2 separate regions of the Mus musculus genome follow, and region 2 is linked to region 1. Evidence: chromatin contacts called from public Hi-C data. All regions are on one chromosome and are shown on one strand. The core of a region is the stretch at or near the end of the contact, and the rest is flanking DNA. Distances in the headings are between cores, read along the strand shown.

Region 1 (4,195 bases), core at 266-2,765:
TTCACGAGACAGGGTCTCACTATGTGGCTTTGGTTGTCCTGTAAACCAGACTGGCCTTGAATTCACAGAGATCTCCCTCCCAAGTGCTGGGCTTAAAGGCATATGCCATTGTGCCCACTTTAGGAGATATTTTTATATTTTTATAATCTTGAATTTCCTTATCCAAGAACATAATTCATTTTCTGTGTATGCAGATAATGTGTTACATTGTACAAGAGTATTTTGAAACTTTTAACAATCATTTTCAATTTTTTGGTTAAGTTTAATTCAACATAGGGCATTTTTCTTGCTGCTATAAATAGGGCTTTTTTAAAAAGCATTCAATTACATTGATTATTTTGATAAATGGAAAATAAGTACTTTTTAAGTATGTGTGCTTTTCTATTAGATAAAGTGACACATTTTTGATTATATGTTCATATGTATATATTTTAATAAAAAAAAATCTCAGCATACTTCCATATCCTAACACATGTAGTTTAGTCTGAGCAGTATATAAAAATAAATGTTTGTATTTATAATTAATCTCAACTTTTATGTATGTATTAGATTCTGACTAACTCTCTCAGGGTCATTGAAGTGTATAGTTATGAATGGTTAGTGACTAACTGGGAAGGTGAGCTAAGCCTGTGTTTGGGAGGGTCTTACATATCAGATAGAAGGATTTGTTAAATCATGCTAGGGAACTAACTGGAAGTTATACAAAATATTTGAACAATTTAGAGGAAATTAACCAGAATAGAGTATAGAGAATTTCCAACATTAGAATTTAATTGGTTTTTTAATTCCATGGTTTTCTTTTTCTTTTCTGATTAGGAGATAGAACTTAGCTCATTAAAAGAAGCCTTGTCATTCGTGTCATTAATTGACGGGTATTACAGACTAACTGCGGATGCGCACCATTACCTCTGCAAAGAGGTGGCTCCCCCAGCTGTGCTCGAGAACATACACAGCAACTGCCACGGCCCAATATCGTGAGTAATGCCACATTTCACAGGACAGTTCTAGGAGCTGGCTGGTAGGTTAGCATAAGGACTGTGGAAGTCCGAATTCCAGGCACTCCAGTACAAGACTGAACATAGCCGATCTAACAGATGAGACAGTCAGGCACATCCCGAGAGCTTCAGGCCAGACAGACAGCTGAGTGCTGCTGGCTCAGTGAGAGACCTTTCCTCAAAGCAACAAGACAGTTGTAAGGAAGACATTGACACGCTGTCCTGGTCACCAGAGTACATTTTTCAGAGGGAAATGTTCTACAAAGTGTGCTTAATACCCATGTTTCTAGGTCAGTACTGTGCAGGGGAACTTTACACAGTGCCGAAAAGGTTCACTGTTTGGACATTCTAATTAAATATAGTCTGGATTTATACTTAATTGTATTTTCATTTCTTTACCTTTCAATACCCAAGGCTACGAATTACTGTTCTAGTTTGCTTTCTGTTGCTGAGCAGAAGCAACATGAAGAGAAACGGCCTTTTAATTGGCTCACAGTCCAGGTCACAGTCCATCATAGAGGGTGCCAGAGCAGGAGCTCAAACAAGAACCGAGGCAGAAACCACGCAAACCCTGCTTCCTTTCTCACTCTCCTTGTTTATGGGCAGCCTGCCTAAGGAAAGCATCGTAGGCAGCACCCTCCCACATCCCTTAACAGTCAAGATAATCCCCCAGACGCGGCCACAGGCCAGTCTAATCTGAGCAGTCTTTCAGTTGAGACTCCCTGTTTCCAGGTGGCTCTTGGCTGTTCTCAGCAGGGCAGGGACCTTATGACCACCCAGCACCTTTGCAGGCCTCCTATTGTTGTGTAAATTACATCCTGCTCTCCAGTGCTGCGTCTTTGAAATTTATGCACATACTAATTCTTTTGGCACATAGGACATTTTTGGACTGGTATTTTCCAGTCACTGCAGATCTTCGGTTAGATTTGATACTGTTGTAAATATAGAAAGATGATTTTGTATTAGTATTTCTGGGATAGAAGAGACATGAGAGATTTTATGGGAGTATATTTTTTAAATTATTCAATTTGTAAAAAGCAGAACATCAAAATGAATGAATTTTCCTCGTGGCTTTATTGTTTCGTAGTGTCTTAAAATAATATAATTATTCCTTGAATTGGTTTGAACTCACTACAAAATAACTCGATACACTTATTTCTCTTGAAAACAAATTTTGTAGCTATATATAGTAGGGAGTGTTCTGAGGCGTGATTTTTATTTGGTTGCTGTGGCTGTCAGTCACATGTGCAAGCTGCCATTCATATGATTTCTCCTTGACTTGTAGAATGGATTTTGCCATTAGCAAACTAAAGAAGGCGGGTAACCAGACTGGACTATATGTGCTACGATGCAGCCCTAAGGACTTCAACAAATACTTTCTGACCTTTGCTGTTGAGGTTAGTAGGTCACATTTATTAATAGCAACATGTTGTGTAATCTGTCTTTCTCCGTCAAGAAGTATTTTATTTTTAATATTAAGAATTATAGTTCTTGAGATGGTAATTGGCATAGTCATACTTGGCATATCTTAAAATGTCATAAAATAAATAATTCATAAAGTTAATGTAAATACATAAATAACTATAATGCCTTTGTTTTTGACGTTTATTTTATTTTTTGATGTTTGAGTATTAGCCATGTGTCAAGTGGTTATTTCGTTAAGTATACTCAAGTCTACTTACAACAACCAAAAATATTTACCAAATCGTTTAGAGGAAAATAAGTGACAAGAACATTTCCTGATTCTAGAATAGGTTACTAACTGCGACATTCAGAGCACCAGGGACATGATTGCATATAAGAGTGCACTGGACACTCACTGTTAAATGCACGTGAATTTGGATCTCATCGAAGATTGTTTATCCATATTTATCTTTAAAATATATGCAGCTACATGCTCTAAATCTTGAGAGGATTTGTAGCAACATCTAGATTTATTTTATAAAAATATAGAAGGTAAAGATGTTATTCAATTATTTCCTAAAAGCACCTACGTAGCACTCAGCACATGTAGTGAAGGAACTGAGTATAAGGGCAGCAGGTGTATGTACCTCGTCCCTTCACCATTACATAACTTACTCACCATGCTCAAATGTTTGTCAATCACTGGGCCTAATAGGTGTGATGAGAAATTAGAGAATGTATGATAGAAACCTATGTTTCAAAAATCTGTTGGAAAACAAAAATTTTAAAGTATACTTAACATACTCAGTTAAGCTTTGTGATTAGTATAGGCAGAAATAGACAATATTGGAAAATATAGTATTTATTCAGAAAGATGTTTTAAAATATAGAAGCCATGCAATTGCCTTGAGGCATTAAAAGTAATTTTATAAATTGCTCCAGGCTGGAGGAATACAGTAATAAAGCAGGTCAAATTATTAAGATAAATGAAGTAGTTCATTGTTTATTACATTAAGACAAATGTTTTTAAGATAGAACTAAACAACGTCATAGTAGAGATAATTACAAAGATAGAATAGTATAGAATGCAATGCATAGTCTTTGCTTGTGGAGCAGAGTCAGTCCTGTTAGGGAGGGCCTCACCAGTAAAGTATGTTATCACTGCAGTGAGCTAAGGGATGGATACAGTCACATCAGGGTGTGTGCTGATGGGCAGAATAGAGGTGGGGGAAGCGGTGAACTCGCGAAGGTCCATATGCTGCACCAGCGCTAGACAAGGGACGCTGTTACACTTGAAATCAGTTACTGAGCTCTTTTGTAGGATGTGGCACTGATCGAACGCCTTCCAGAGGCACTGCCTAAGGATTTATAGCTTCATCATCGAAATATTCTGTTGGCTGTTTTTTGATAGCCCCTTTGGCTGAAGAATCTGCATAATTATCATTGTGATTTCTCTTCTTCTTATAATTAAACTTATGTAGCGAGAAAATGTCATTGAATATAAACACTGTTTGATTACGAAGAATGAGAATGGAGAATACAACCTCAGCGGGACTAAGAGGAACTTCAGTAACCTTAAGGACCTTTTGAATTGCTACCAGATGGAAACTGTGCGCTCAGACAGTATCATCTTCCAGTTTACCAAATGCTGCCCCCCAAAGCCAAAAGGTAGCAACAACTCTCCAGTTACTCTAGTCCTAGTCTGCACGTAGTGGGCAGTGATTTGAAAAGAAGTAGGCAAAAGGCAGGGCTGTGTGAGAGCAAGTTGATCTTTCTCTTGTGCTTTTTGGTACATG
Region 2 (3,845 bases), core at 1,052-3,551, 220 kb after region 1:
CAGCCCATGAAGCCTTGTGCACTTCCGACATGAAGGAACCAGATGAGACCAGCTCTTGTGTATTGGCAGGGAGAAGGGGGTCTTTCCATTCACTTAGCATGAAGCATCTTGAGGCTGTGGCCTTCCCTGTCCCCCCAGCCTCCACAGCAGCCAGCCTCTATCGAGGAGGTCTGAGTATCAAGTTCACACGATCAGCCTCAAAGACATGTCATGTGCTCCTGATGCAGGAAGATCTGGCCTCAGCCTTGCTGAAACTCACATGCTTCATGGGTAGGCATTTAAGGAAACAACTGACCATAAATCTTAAGAAAGAACATGCGTGCGGATGCAGATAAACTATCAGTTTCCTTTCCTTTTGCTGAAAGTGTGAGCAATATTATAAAAACGAAAAAAGAAGGCTTCAAGTCATTCTATTGATAATCCTGTCCTGTGGATGAGAAAACACCGAACCTTGGGATAGTATAGCTGTGGCAGAAATCTAAACCCACCCCCCACAAAGCAAGAAAACCACTTTGAAATACCATGCTCATGATGCGCAACTAATCTGTGACTTGAAAAAAAATAGTTTTAGCTCATTTTCTTGGAAGAACAAAGAGGGAGATAGAGAAAGAGAGAAGAAGGATGAGGATGAGAAGAAGAGGAAGAGGAAGAAAAGGAAGAGAAGGGAAAGAAAACAAAACAAACAAACAAAGAAGTTTGTGTGGTAGAAATGGCTCCTAGGATAAGACACATGGCTCAGAGTGAACATTTTCATTTACTTAAAGTTTAATTACTCACCCACTCCATAATTCTAGGGCATCAGGCTCACACAGTAGCTTAAAAACGGAGGCATGTCTGGTCTTTGGCCTCTTCGCTGCTGTGCTGCTATCTGCTTGTCCTTCGATGTCTGATGGGACCCTTTTATCTTGGCAGAATTCTGAGACACTCTCAGGAGAGTCCTTCTTTTGTTCGCAGGCCTACATAAGGAATCTTGCTGCTGTGTTTGGGTCCACAGCACTCAGGGCCAGGCCCCCACAGGCTCTGTTCTCCTCCTGGAGGTCTCAACCTGTGTATGGAACTGTGACAAGTGAGACCAGTTCTCCGACTCTTACAGAATCCATTTCAAATCCGCTGCCCCTACCCTGACTTGCTCTGCACAGAATGCTTGCCTGCTCTTTCTCTTCTCAGGGACAGGCCACCTTTCTCCTCTTCCCCTCCAAAACCCCAGTCTTCCACTCTCTGTCCTTGCTTGCTTTTTCTGTCGCTGCGATAAATCAATCTAATCAATATTACTAAAGCAATTTGGAGAAAAGGCTGAGGCAGAAAGATCACCTGGGTTCATAGGTTCAAGACTAAACTGGACAACAGAGCCAGAACCTTTTTTTTTTTTAAAAGAGGAAAAGAAAGCTGGAGGAGAAGAAGAATGGGGGAGGGAGGAATGGTGGAAATAGACAGTATATGTTGTGGGGTAATATCCTGTAGAATATAGGTCACGGGTGTCAGCCTCCTACTTCTAATGATTGTGACATGGGCTTTGCCAAGAAGAAACCTGAGGCAATTTACTCAATCTGATATATTTCCTCAGACCAATAAAGGTCAGAGGACAAATGGCCTTTATACAATGTTATTCCTTATGACAACACTTATAATAGAAGCCACCTGAAAATAATCTACACTTCTACTGATAAGTAGCTGGTTAAAAGGTAATTGTATTCTTCTTAAGTCGAATACAATTCAGCCATAAATTGGCATAAGGAAGATCTCTGTGAACTGCTGTAGAGAGATCTTTAGGGTATTTTATGTGGAAATAAAATCATGGTGCAGGACTCAAGTATGCCATAGTTTGAGTAAATCGTTGAAAGGAGCATGTCTTTATCTATACGGTTGCATGTTTATAAGTATGGGAACCCAAAAGAGTCGGTTACTTAGAGAGAAGAACTGGGTGGATGTGGAACAGGGAAGTGAGAAAGGAGACAGAACCCCGGAGCATCCCGGCAGGAGATCCATGCCATATTCAAGAGGCATAACCACAGGATTCTTTCCAAGGGTGTGGACAGGGCTAAGAGCAAAAGACAGGGACATAGCGAGCAAGCTTCGGAGGAGAAGCGCTGCGGTCCGAGGTCCTGAGGAACAAGGGAGGCAGGGGAGGGAATTAGCGAACCGGCACTCAAAGAAAGCTTTTGTTGGTGAGAAAGAACAAGAAACCCAGCCACTGTGGCCTCACTCCTCCAGCTGAGAAGATAGTGGGCTAGAGGGTCCCACTCAACCCTCTCCTGACTGTGAATCGCTTATTAGTGCCTCCTAGTGGGCAAATTGCTGATGTCGCCGAACAGAAAGGGTTGTCTCAGCCTCCTTTCCGCTAAGCCCCTGGAGCTGACCCTGCAGCTGCAGCACTGTTCTGGAGGGCATACAGGGAACAGTCGCCATTGCTTTCTCTGTAGCTCTGAGGAGTTTCTCTGAGTTTAACCACACAAATATGAAACATATGAAAAGGAGACAACTTTCGTCCACACACAGTAATAGTAATAACAATAATGATAATCATTAAATATTAACAATTAATAATAACTAATATAATAATAAAATTTAAAACCCTCCAAATGAAGGGTTGGAGAAATAAGTTTCCAAGACCTTTCTCCCAGTCTAACTTGTCTCTGAAGCTCGTTTCACCAAGTCTCAGTCCACGGCGCCACCTAGCGTCCAGGAGGAGCTTCACATGCTAGCCCTACTGCCTCCAAGCCTCCTGGCAGGTAAGCGGTTTTCACTGTCAATCAGACTCAATTGGGAATGATCTTCCATAAAAGGGGGATATATTTTGAAACTTAAAATATTTGGAGTTTTTTTTTCTTTTAGAACAATAGTGGGAAATTATCTACATTCATTTTTAGATTGATTCATTATTATGATTTTTCTGGGAGAATATCTTTCAAACTGCTTCTAAGGTAAATACCGCCTGTGACACCCCCCACCCCTACCCCACTAAAGATTCTGTGAGCGGCTTCTGAGTTTGTCCCTCCCCACTTACGTGTTCTTAATACAGAGCATCTCAATCCTGGCTGCAAAACACTCACGCGGACAAGCTTCTGCCAGAGATGTCGTTCTCACTGATTTGTGGAGGGGCTGTTTAAAGCATTAATGGGCACAGCGACCAGGAGCCCTTGCTTGTGCTACTGAGGGCCCTGAGGTGAGGTACGCACCTGCGACTAGGAGGTGCAACTAGGCCCGTGTAAAGGATGTTCGAGCTCCGTGTTCCTGCTCCTGATTGCACACTTTGCACCCTGCCTCCTCTTCTGCCATCACAGGTCTACCCATATTCCAGGGCCTGACTCAGAGTTATCTCCTCTAAGACTTGCTCCATTCTCATTCCCAACGTTAGAGTCTCTGATAACTTTAACAATGACTTCTATAATTCTTTTTTTATAATAGAAAAAAAAAATTTTTTTTTTGTTTTTACATAGGGGCTCACTATGTAGCCCAAGCTAGCCTGAAAGTCATTCTTGCCTCAGATATCTTGAGTTCTGGGATTACAGAACCATTATCATAATGGTAATAATTACCATATAATATCATATAATATTAATGCTTATAATATATTATCTAGAATATATTATGCCAAGTTTAAACTATTCATTTTAACCTACCAATTTTTAGCAGTTAAAAGTATAATATTTATGTGAGATATAAATTAAACTCTTCAAAATAGGAAGTGTGACCAACATAAGGAAACAGCTTGAAAAATGGGGGGAAATCTTTGCCAGCTATAAATGTAAATCTAGAATACACAAAAACAGCAAAAATTAAACACCTCATAAGACTAATTGCAAATTAGTAAATGGGCTGATGAACTGAACAAGCAGTTCATGGAA

What was found. Hi-C and Micro-C count contacts between places; a contact is called where the count stands out from the background.
Region 2: a contact with region 1 is called in a Hi-C map of liver, with 2.3 times the contacts expected there. A contact is called at or near these places in 3 of 39 promoter capture datasets (the C10 cell line, the HPC-7 cell line and HPC-7-derived erythroid cells), 9 of 484 Hi-C or Micro-C datasets (the G1E-ER4 cell line, Th1 cells, bone marrow-derived macrophages and 5 more), 2 of 130 datasets of targeted methods (pro-B cells and stem cell-derived neural progenitor cells) and 3 of 9 other capture datasets (adipose tissue, liver and pancreatic islet).

Annotation. Positions count from the first base shown.
Region 1 is chr19:29,284,021-29,288,215 of GRCm38.p6, forward strand. Jak2 (Janus kinase 2) reads left to right here. Exons shown (of 25, transcript NM_008413.4): 9 at 817-974; 10 at 2,281-2,392; 11 at 3,881-4,067. Among named protein-coding and RNA genes, the nearest start is that of Jak2, 34 kb to the left of the region's middle.
Region 2 is chr19:29,499,035-29,502,879 of GRCm38.p6, forward strand. No RefSeq gene overlaps it. Among named protein-coding and RNA genes, the nearest start is that of A930007I19Rik, 21 kb to the right of the region's middle.